2 separate regions of the Xenopus laevis genome follow, and region 1 is linked to region 2. A link is a contact called in public Hi-C data. All regions are on one chromosome and are shown on one strand. The core of a region is the stretch at or near the end of the contact, and the rest is flanking DNA. Distances in the headings are between cores, read along the strand shown.

What was found. A called contact is a pair of places that touch in the nucleus more often than the background predicts.
Region 1: a Hi-C map of the XTC cell line shows a contact between it and region 2, with 3 times the contacts expected there. The contact joins the promoter of tlcd3a.S here to the enhancer-like site in region 2. A contact is called at or near these places in 3 of 4 Hi-C or Micro-C datasets (the XL177 cell line, the XTC cell line and animal cap).

Annotation. Positions count from the first base shown.
Region 1 is chr2S:87,982,870-87,988,767 of Xenopus_laevis_v10.1, forward strand. It overlaps tlcd3a.S (TLC domain-containing protein 3A), which reads right to left and starts at 3,985. Exons shown (of 5, transcript XM_018249666.2): 1 at 3,851-3,985.
Region 2 is chr2S:87,944,969-87,951,377 of Xenopus_laevis_v10.1, forward strand. LOC108709637 (a long non-coding RNA gene) reads left to right here. Exons shown (of 5, transcript XR_001934666.2): 3 at 800-886; 4 at 2,967-3,080. Among protein-coding and RNA genes, the nearest start is that of LOC108709637, 14 kb to the left of the region's middle. Within about 2 kb of position 4,468, at least 1 of the 7 cell types and tissues checked has an H3K27ac peak or open chromatin away from gene starts, as enhancers often do.

The DNA of each region.
Region 1 (5,898 bases), core at 2,735-5,234, 37 kb after region 2:
TGCCTGTAGTAATTGTACGAAAGTTATGTCCGACCAAAGCTAGTGACAGTCTCCCTCTGAAAATCATACTATCGGCAATACATGCAGAGATATTACCCGCAGCCGACAGAAATCTTTTAACCTGTCCGATCGACCAAACGACCGATCTCTGCCGGACGAAAAATGACGGGACTCTCCACACACGGTCCGAAAATCGTACGAATCCTTGATTTGTACAATCTGTTCTTTGCGTCTATGGCCAGCTTTAGAGAGAGCGAGAGAGAAAGTGCTTGGCTATGGTCAACAATTTCTAAAAGCAAAACCCTGTAGCGTAGAAGGACCATTTGGCGATGTACTTGGAGTGTGCAGAGTGCAATTTTCAACACAAATCACAGTTTCTTCTTAGCAGTTCTTGAGTTATTGTGGGCACTGTGCTAGGTTTAATTGTGCCTGAGTTTGATGCAGCTGCCTAAGCATGTTTTCATTAATCAGGTGCACATGACATTTACATTTTTGTATTGGGGTGGAATTAGCATTGATGTCTGTGTGGCCTTTTTACTGTGGGGTGGGCTGAATCTGGGGTGGAGCTTTGGGGCATTCGGCAACATTGGACTTCCAGATTCAGGGCCCTTCTCTCATGTGCACATATGACGTGTTAGGGATGCAGTCACACGACTGGGCCGGTGTCCCACTGGCCCAGTCCGACCCTACAGGCAGGGACTGGGGAGCCAGAACATGTTGTTGTACGAGACCCTGTGATTTCTGATGGCAGCCCTGCCTGCCAGGGTAGGGGATACATATTTACCAGCAATATAGCTTCCAATAAATTTACAATACCCTTCCTTCAGATGCACCCTTGGCCAGATCTTACTGTATCTTACCACTTCTCTTTATAAAGAATCAGCCCAGGCCAGTCTGTGATGTCTCAACCCTCCCCCTTCACGTAAAAGGCCCATCCCTTTGCATCAAGACCTTTTTTTTTTTAAAAGTTTGCAACTCTAGGGTTCCCTTGTATAAATAGTTGCACTTGTGCATTATTCTTCCCATGGGCACCAGTGGTGTAACTACTGGGGGTGCAAAAACGCCTGGGCCTGCACCCCCTTGTGGTCCACCAAAGCAGCGATATAACTTATCAGGGCAACGGGGCATGGGAAAGTCTTCACTGCGCACGCCGGGAGAGTGCTGGCCCACAGCTCTGGAGGGGGGCCCAGGTACACATACTGCATCCCGGCCAAACCTTGGCTTGTTATGCCACTCACGGGCAGGAAGTAGCACACATACTACAATAGGAGCATAAATGTCTAAACATTAAGGGGCAGATTTATGAAAGTGTGACTTTAGAACTCACTACAGAAAAACTCACTGACTTTTTATTCATTCCTATGGGATTTTTAGAAGCATATTTATCAAATGGTGAGCTCCAATGAGAAATATGATTCTAAATATCCCATAGGAATGAATAGAACATGGAGTTTTTCTGTGGTGAGTTCTAATCTCAAATTTTGATAAAGCTGCCCTAAATTTCATTGTAGGAATGACAGCCTTAAAGGAACAGTAACACTAAAAAATTTTATGTGACAAATCCACTCTAAACTGCTTCAATAACAGCTCTATTGTGCATAAATTTTATTATATTCAATGCTTTATCCAAAAAACATACTAAATCTCTGCTTCCGGATGTACACTGTAGAATGGCGAAAGGGCGGTTCTACAAAATCCGAGGTGCGGAATCGGAAGCTAGTTCTTGCTGCTGTACTAGCACTCTTGATGCAGCTTCAAGATGTCACATGGTAAGGGACAATTCGGGCAACTCTGAGGAGGCCTATAATTAGGGTTGCCACCTTTTTTGGAAAAAAATACCGGCCTTCCTATATATTATTATATTTTTTCCCTATAAATAACATTCAGGTCAAGCATCATTTTTACCGGTCTGGCCAGTAAAATACCGGCCAGGTGGCAACCCTACCTACAATATGCCCCCCTCACTTACCTTTTTTGTGTTGCTTTGGGGGCAAAGAGGGTCTGTATTTCTAGTGCAGAAAGGGCACAGCAGAACTGAAATTCCACAAGAATCTGGGCTCTAGACATTACCAGGAGCAGTTTTCTGTTGTCCACTGTAACCTGCAGAACACTGTTCCCTGTGGCAAGTTACCACAGGATAGACCCTGTAAAGTATAAAGCTCTAATGCATACTCTAAAATCCAAGCACCCTTTCACCATGGTTCAAAATGGAGGCCATCAGCTTAAACACCAAAAAACACTTATTGGTCAAGCTATGTGCAGACACTGAAATTTATTCAGCTGACAAAAACAGGAATGAGCTGATAAGTAATGAGCTGGCATTGAGGCAGAGCACACTGCGGGGCTAGTGCGGCAGAGTGAGAGCAGATACATTCACAACAGTTTACACTTGGATATTGTTATCAGACCAGCTGTTATTATAATAATATCTAAATACTGAAGTTATTCAGACCCTTGCACTCTACCTCCAAAAGTCCTGATAGTCCTGAAATACATAAATTATAGGAGTAGGAGCCTCGAATCCTGTAACGGTAATGGTACAGGCCGTACAACTGTTGTGATTTGTTATGTTGGATTCTCCTTTTCTGATGTCAACAGTTCCTTTTACTATACAGATTATACACAAAGCAAAAACTACCATTTAGGGGGTTATTCACCTATAAGTAGGGATGCTCCTAATCCAGGATTCGGTTCGGTATTCGGCCAGGATTCGGCCCTTTTCAGCAGGATTCGGCCGAATCCTTCTGCCCGGCCGTACCGAATCCAAATTTGTATATACAAATTGGGGGGAGGAGGGAAATTAGGTGCCTTCTTGTCACAAAACAAGGAAGTAAAAAATGTTTTCCCCTGCTGTTTTCAGTTCAGTATTCGGCCAAATCTTTCGCGAAGGATTCGGACAAATCCAATCCAAAATAGCGCATTTGATGCATACCTATAAATTAACTTTTAAGATTATGCACAAAACAAAAAACTACCATTAAATGGTTATTTACCTATTCGTTACATTTTAGTATGCTATAGGATTTCATTTGGTCTGGATGTATTATTTGCCTTCTTTTTCTTTAAAGCTTTCAAATGGCTCTCACTGACATCCGTAGCTAAGAAAATGATTGTTTTATCGGTCATTTCTCCCATTAACATTGAATATTATTTTCTTTTTAAGGCTGCAACTATTCACTTTGGCCACTTACTGTACAGCTTGTTAGATCATGAACTATTTTTGTTACATTCCTCACTGTGATAAAACAGCTGCATTCCACAAATTCCACAGGGGAACAGTCAAAACTTCAAAATGAAAAGAAAAACCCATCATAAACCCATGACCCAAAAAATCAGTTATCAAACAGAGCATCTATCAGTTATGTTTTTACCATGACAAACTTTTTAATTCTTTAAACTGAATTAAATATATTTTGTCTGGGCACTTTTCTTGTTGTATAGAGGCTATTACTAGGACTACACCTCAGGCGGGATCCAGTGCAACAATCAGCTTGATGCTAGCTACCCCATGTCAGATTGGAAACTGACAGGTGCTATTGTAATGTATGGTATCCCAAAACAAACCCCAAGTTCCCGGTGTCTGCTTACGCTTCTGCCTATAGCACCCTCCGCTACTCAGATGCCGCCATGGAGAATGTTCTGGGCAGGCAAGGGAACCGTAAAGTATACAGGAGAAACGGGGAAAAGAAAGTGAAGTCGTGGCTGCAACAGTACCAACCAGTGCAGTACAGAGTCAAAACCAGAAGCATATTCAGGAATAACAGGCCAGGACAGTACCAGTCAGACAGTGCAGTACAGAATCAGGAGAGTAATCAGGATAAACAGGCCGGGGTCAAAACCAATCACTTACACGGTACAATGTCAGGATCCAGAAGAGTGGTCAAATAGGCAAGGGTTGGTTCAGGTAGTGATACAGCATGGTCAACAACAAGCAAAGGTCAGGAACAGAAAATCACAAGAATTACACCCAGGAAATAGACCTACATTGGGCAATGAGTCAGTGCAGTGTAAGGGGTTTTTTAGGCAGCCTAATGGCTTACACTGATCACCTGTGGCCAAATTGGTAACAGGTGAAACAAGCCATGCCTTCTTGCAAATACAAGGATAGCTAAAGGAGTAAACCAGGACCTCAGCTGTCTGCTCAAATAGGGCAGAGGTTATGCAGACAGCATAGAAACACCAGGCCACTGGTTTGACTCCAGGCGGGAGCTAGCTAGCAATTTGTTACTTTTTAATACTTTATTTTAGACATTTGTGAAATCATGAAGAGAGCCTAGATCAGAGATTTATTAATAATAAAGGGATAATTTCGACATCTGGCCAAGCAGAGAATGAGGGCAAGAGGAAAGCGTGCCTTTAATAGGTATAAGGGTAGGACTACACGGACGATTTTAATAAGGTAATAATAAGGAATAAGGTAAGTGAATGCATTATATTGCAGCTTTGTGAGTGTATGGATTAATATTATATTGTATAGGTTAAGCCAATTAGTAATTAGAAATTAATTCATGTAAGATTTGTTTTTCTTTACATTGGTGTATGGGTGCATGTCTTTTGACTGTCTCTAAATGGAACTGATGATATGACGTTTTGGCTCAAAGCCTGGGACATATGCAAGAACAAGATACCATATCAGAACTGTTTCCGCTCTTAGTATGATGTGTTTTTTTTATACTATAATAATTTGGAATAAGAAAAGGGGAAAGAACAATAAGGAAAAATAAAAGGGAACAAATGTCACTGTCACTTTTTAAATGACATTTTGAGGTGTTTGGACATGTTTTGTCCCTATCGTTGCACCAGCAAACAGTAACTGTAGTTTCTTCTTTGCTGCAGATGTGTGCTACTTTTTGGTCTTGGATCTTCCTTAATAGTGTCCTTTCCGCAGGGATGAGCCCACACTCCATAGCGATGTGTTTTGCAATTCTATAGCACAGTGCCTGAGGAACTAACTGGTAAAATATAAAATGTGAAAATACTGCTTGCTGCTATATTTTTAAGGAAAGTATTTTGATAATGATAAAGAATGTTTCTGCTCTCATTAAACATGGTCACTCTTAAATGGTGTATCATTGCCCTCTGCTGGCTATATCAGTTAAGTACATTATTAAAGGTAGGTTCGCATTGAGATTATCTTTAGAATCATATTTGGAAATTACAGTTGATGACCATCAGAAATAACTGATTAACCCCCACCAAAAAAATAGCCTCCAGGAATGGCATTTGATCCCGTCTTTACTAAGTTATATTGCCTGTGCCATAGATTTTGCATTCCAACAGAAAAAAACTCAGGCTCCGTTATCGGCTTAAATCTCCTTTATAAGTAAGAAATCTTGCAGGTTCCAATATCAGCTGTTAATTAATTACAGACCAAATCTTGCTCACCGTAAATATTGGTTGGCCTGGGTGCTAATTGCCCCCCGGACCCTGCTCTTAATTTTAAATCTGGATTTCCACAGTCTTCATTAACATACGACAAGGTAAAAAAGAGCTGAAATCTTACCCTGCAATCGTTTGGACCCCGGTACAGCCGTCCCGAGTCCGTCACTAGGGGGAACGCCAACAGCAAGACAGTAATATGTAGGCAGCGCACTCCAAAAATAATCGCTTGTCTCCAGGTCAATAGTAAAATCATACACTTTATTTCGACATAGTTTTAATCAAATAAACATAGCATCTGAGGTCTGACGCGTTTCGTGATACAACACTTCCTCAGAGACCTCACTTCCCGTTATGACACAATAGGTTTAAATCCACCCCAACACACCTGTGTATTAATTAAGTTAATACAGTTCCAGATTAAATACTTAAATATTTCTTAAATGGTGTATCATTGCCCTCTGCTGGCTATATCAGTTAAGTACATTATTAAAGGGCGGTTTGCATTGAGATTATCTT
Region 2 (6,409 bases), core at 3,218-5,717:
GGTGATGTGCGCAGATGAATGGTTACACTGCCTCACATTCTAAACAGGAACAGATAGGCTGCTTGAGGATCAAGGCTCCAGTTGTATTTATGCAGTTTTATTTGGTGAATTTTCTGCTTTATTAGTATACATAATAATGAAGGTAGACTGGCCAGCCACTTTTTGAATTAGTATAATAATGTATTGTATGATTGACAGTAACAATAAAGCTCACCACTGATAACATTGTTTATGGGGTCTTGAAGGCAAAATATTTTAAATTGGGTTAGTACAGTGTGTTTTGTTTTTCAAGTGGTAAAAAGGCCCTGTGGTATAATTAATGATAACTGAATACAAGGTTTAAGAACCAGAACCTTTGTATTTTGTACACCTTATGTGCATTTGCATCTTATTCTATATAATGTGGCTGCCCTTGTAGCTATACTGCAGCTTTTATAAATTGATATAAATAATAGCAGGGTTATGAAGGAAAACACAATTCTTACCAGTGCAGACAACAGTACAATACATTATATTTTAGTTTAAAGCATGGAATTTAATTTCTTTTAATACCATTTAGTCATGTGGAATTAGCTTTATCTCATAACCACTTTGCATCCATAAGTAGATGATCCCATAGTTGAATAGTTATTAGTTATCTGTTTCCTTTAACCTTAGATTCCACAGCTCCACGATTATGCACTGCTACCTGTTCATGAATATTACCATGTGTGGCCAATTGTAACATTCAATTTATTAGAGCTATGATTTATATTGTATGCCTTCTTTAGTCTAATCAATGTTTGCATTTATTTTTCAGTGTAAGTTGGAACTGCAGGAAATTGGTGGACCAGTGGACCATGGGACAGCATTTGGCAGAATTGCCTTTGCTTGCCCTAAAGATGAGGTAGTATTTAGCTATCTGCTGAGAGTTATATGTTCATTTATACTCTGCTACTCCTAATAGTAAGGCAGACCCCCAAAACAGCATATATTTTCAGAAAGTACGTATTCCCCGAAATTCAAAATTACCAAAGTGTGATTTTGTTGTTTCATTCAAAAAACATTTTTAAATGGAATTTAGTGATTTTATTGCATGCTGAATTGTTCTGCTTTCTGCCTCTGGAGGGCTTTGTGTGTAATATTTTTATTCTGGTGCCTCTACCACAGTTTGGTAAATCTGTATATATACGTCAAACAGCAGACAGACTCCTGCATAAACTGTAGCAAAGCCACCATTTGAATTAAGATTATTAAAGGGTCTTTTATTGATTCACATTTTGTGTAAGGTTCTTAGCATTGGGGAAATGTAAATGAATAAGAAAAAAACCTTCAACTTTAATAGCAACAAAGCATTCAGCTTAACTTTTTATTTATTTTAGCACACAGACTGTGTCTTTGGCAGAACTTGAGTACAACAAAATGCTCTGGTTCATCATTCTCAAGTAGCAGCACCTTTTTTTGTGGAGAGAAATAGTAAATGTCATTGTTTCCTGGTGTTTACCATTAGTGGAGATTTGCATAACTGCACAGTTGCTACCTGAACTGGACCTTTTAGCTGTCATTTTAAGGTGTAGCTAACTAATGCCAGATTCAAGTCTTGGCACATTGGATGTGATTGGAGGGCACAACACTTGTTTTATAGCTGCTGTTTTTTTCCTGAGAAAAGCAAAGGCTACAAGACGCTTGCATAGTTCGTGGTGTGACACGTGGCGGCAGATTTACATAGAGTCGAATATCGAGGGTTAATTAACCCTCGATATTCAACTGCCGAATGTAAATCCTTCGACTTCGAATATCGAAGTCGAAGATTTTCCGCAAATAGTACTATCGAATGAAAAATCGTTAGATTGAACGATTAAATCCTTCGAATCGTTCGATTCGAAGGATTTTAATCCATCGATCGAACGATTTTTCTTCGACCAAAAAATTGCTAGGAAGCCTATGGGGACCTTCCCCATAGGCTAACATTGCACCTCGGTAGGTTTTAGGTGGCGAAGTAGGGGGTCAAAGTTTTTTTTAAAGAGACAGTACTTCGATTATCGAATGGTCAAATAGTCGAACGATTTTAAGTTTGAATCGTTCGATTCCAAGTCGTGGTCGGAGTAGCCAATTAGATGGTCGAAGTAGCCAAAAAAAATATTCAAAATTTACTTAGTTTGAGTGAAGGAATATAATAAAAAAAGCGTATTCTATTCCTTCACTCGAACTAAGTAAATGGGCCCCTTAGAGACTCATTTTATCAAAGTTGAATTTCGAATTCATGTGAATTTTTTTAAATTCGAATATACTCACAATTCCACTGGGAGGTTATCTAAGAAAAAAATTGAATGTCTACTATTCAATTGAATGGTTCCGACCTGAAAATTCAAATTGTATTCATATATAAGAGAGTTTTTCTCTGAAAAAAAACCCCTTGAATGTCAGGAAGGCTATTAACATCTCCAAATGACTCAGCGGACCTCTGCCATTGACTTGTACATGAACTCGGCAGGTTTAAGTGGCGAATATTCGAATTAAAGCAATACTGACACGTTTCTATAAAAATCATGCAACGCGTCAGTGACGCTGGGCTGGGGGCGGATCGATCCTTCCATTCCTGTTTTCATATTTATTCGTAATTAGCCTATGGAAGGATCGCGCCACCCCCAGCCCAGAGTCACTGAAACAATATAGAAGATCTTTAAGCGGTGTCGGGTGGTCGTGTTAATGCAGGTTTGCGGAGGCGGCTTTGAGGTGAACTATTCCGGGTGCAGCATTTACTCGATACGGACATGTTCCTATGATTTTTATAGGAACGTGTCGGTATCGCTTTAAGACTGTTTCTATGGTCGAGTGTGATAAATCTCACATTTCAATAGAGGGATTAAAATAAGAATGTGTGAATTTTGAAATTCGAGAATATAAATTTACTATTCGACCCTTGATAAATCTACCCCTTATACTGCACTGCACTGAATAACTGTATTCCTGTTTTGTTTTGGTAGCTTCCAAGCATCGCAGCACAGATGAAAAAAGAAAATCAAAACATTTTGACTCCTCTAGTCAGCCTGGACACACCTGGAAAAGCCACTGTTCAAGTTGTAATTTTGCCTGATCCTGTAAGAAATTTATAAATACTAAATATTTTGTTCACTAGTTTAGTAAGATATAGTCATTTATTTTCTGTTATACTAAATCAGTTTCGGTTTGCTTACCATGTCTTGTTCTGCATGTTTTACACTTAAGTTGACCATGAGATGGTCAGCCAATCTGATTGTTTCAGCCAACCGTTCCCCATCTATAGACACCATGAGGACTATCATTATTTATTTATACAGCACCAAGAGTTACACAGGGGTTTTCAATAATAATCTAATAATCAAGTGGGAGCAGAATTAAACAGGAGGTTGTGACGGGAAGAGACAGACTGTGCCTCCCTTTTGCCTTCCTTGCACTCTGCAGTTAGACAATTGTAATTTAGCCACCAGCAAGTTGCTGGTCAAATCTTATGCTGCCCAAAATCTAGCCTGTGGGCCAACTTCTCATATAGCACAGGAACCAAGTCTTTGCAATGTCCAGTCATTTGGGAGTGGCAACAACATCATTCAGTTGGAGTGTTAGGCAACCAGAAATATAACTCTCCAGAATGTATGTAGTGGTGGGAACTCTGTGGTTTATTTAGGACATATTACACCAAAGGTTTTATGGTCCCAATCTTGCTAATCATTACTTAAGGCACAAAGGGTGTTTCTATGGCACTGGATAAATGCATGACTGCACTGACTGGGTACCTGACTGCAAGCTCTACTCATATAAAGACCAGTGCTTTCTTCTCAAAGTAAAAAAAAATTACACCGCCAAAATAGTGGACAACAGAATAGTGCTGATGGGAGGAGAGCAGGAGCAATAGTAATCAATTTATATCCGATTTAATTGTTCATGTGGTATATCCAGAGAAATATCCCAACACACAGAGCAATAATAACTATTTCATACCCAACAATTACCTTTCAGCAAGGCCACCTTTCCATGTCCCATCCAAACGTATGTGCAACTTCAATATTGTACATTAGGAAAGGACACGGCCAAAGGCAGAATAACTGCAATGTTCATTTATTGACACAACATGTTTCGGGTATAACAACCCTTTATGAAGTGTAACATGTGTGTCAATAAATGCACATTGCAGTTATTCTGCCTTTGGCCGTATCCTTTCCTAATGTACAATATTGAAGTTGCACACAGCAATAAGTAACGATGGAGAAGCTATTCTTAGGAAAGAAAGCCACAAATGAGATACTGGGAGTAACTGTACCTTTAATTGCATGAGAGTTTACACAACTGCACTGATGTCTTGAATTTTAAAAAAGAGTCATAACGCTCAAATACATTTAGTATTCTAAAAGTAGTTATTTATGTATAAAAAAAATTCTAAAAGTATTTAAAAAGTTTTTTCCACTAAGGCTTTTTTTCAGAGATATACATATAAATATAAAACATTGTTATCCACAGCAGCGGGATGCTAACTTTAGCCTGCAACACTCTGTTAAAACTGAGACTGCAATGCAAAGAATGAATGTGTTTTGCTATACTGCTCTGGCTTCGCTACAGGCTATAAACAGGTTTCTCCCTATTTGTATCAATATAGCAGAGAGCAGTTAAATCAGTGTGATATTAAATAAACCTGACCAGTAGCACAGTAAACACATGTTCTTTACTTTATGTTCACATTAAGCATTTTATTAGGGAGATTATAATGAGAGTTTATCACATAATAACAAAGTAATTAGTCAACTGTAGAAATAATATATCAACACCAGCCAATTGTTTCTATATTCTAACATGATGTTTCTTTAATAAACATGTACGGAGATAGATTATGAACCATTATCCTTATAATAGTAAAGTCTGACATTTTGGGAGAAAAATTTGGTTAAATTATCCGATTTGGTTGGGGCGGGGATGGATTACACAGAATCCGCAATTCAAGAGTATTATTTTACGGAGAGATTAATAGATGCTGTTTATAGCTGGCTAAAGGGTGGGTCCATTGTACAAGTCAATGGCTAAAGGGTGGGTCCATTGTACAAGTCAATGGCTAAAGGGTGGGTCCATTGCCCCTATGTGAATTGAAACTTTGTGTAAAACAAAAAAGTGGGCCCAAATAATATTATAATATTTATTATGTTATAGAATATTCTATTCTTAGCAATCTTTTATCTGGTATTCATATTTAATAGATATTTTAACATCTATTACAGAATTGTCCTTTTCTGCCATTTTCTCATTTTAAAATGGGGATCCCTGACTTCAGCAGACCTCTGCCTGGTTGCTGGGGCAAATTGGACCCTGGCAACCAGATGTTGCTGCAATTCTGAACTGGAGAGTTGATGAACAAAAAAGAAATAATTCCAAAACTACTAAAAGTATTAAAAACAAATGAAGACCATTTTATAGTTTTCCTTTAAAGGAGAATTCAACCCCCTAATTTGCATTCCCCCCTACCCTAAATAGCCCCCCCTCCCCCTGGCCTACCTGGAACCCTGGGCGAATGCCCATAACTTTCTACTTACCCCTACTTGCAGGTCCTGTCCAGCGGAGTTCACAGCCGCCATCTTGTCTCCTTCGGTCTTCTTCCTGTAGTGATCTGCATTTTTGGGTGCATGCGCAAATTTTCGATAAAAAAATCGGATATATTGTGACTTTCGTCGCATGCGCAACACAAGATTCCTCCAACTGCACATGCGCCTGAAAATGCCGATCACTACAGGAAGAAGACAAGATGGCTGCTGTGAACTCCTGGACAGGACCTGCAAGGAAGGGTAAGTAGAAAGTTAGGGGCATTTGCCCAGGGTGCCAGGTAGGCCAGGAGGGAGGGGGGCCTATTTAGGGTAGGGGGGAAGGGGGATGCTAATTAGGGGGTTGAATTCTCCTTTAAAGGGCCAGAGTATGATAAATCTTGAAATTTGAATTAAAACGCAAATCGAGTTTGGATAATTCACAATTCAAATTTGAGAGTTTTGATAAAAAAAAAAAAAAATTCTAAAATTTTAATATAATTATAAATAGAACTAGAATTTTTACTTCAACCCTTAATAAATCTGCCTCTAAGTGTTACAGAATCTACTTAACAAGTGTCAGAGTCAGTATGGCTGGACTTGGGCCAGGAGTGAATTTTCGAAAGCATGCTCTTATGAATTAAGTTTCGGCGTCAATTTAAATGGCCAGAACATCATTTAGCTCTTCCTATCCGGCCTCTAAATACATATAATAATGTATGAATGCTTGTTAAAAAGGCAATGTGTTGTACAAACACAAAAATAGGCTCTAATGTATGACTCAGAACAAAGACTGCAAAATGGCAATATGGGTTCTACAGCAGCTCATTCTTGATCTTGGTCTGGCATTAATGTAAAGAATAGTGCAGTTGGTTTGTAAAATAATCGTC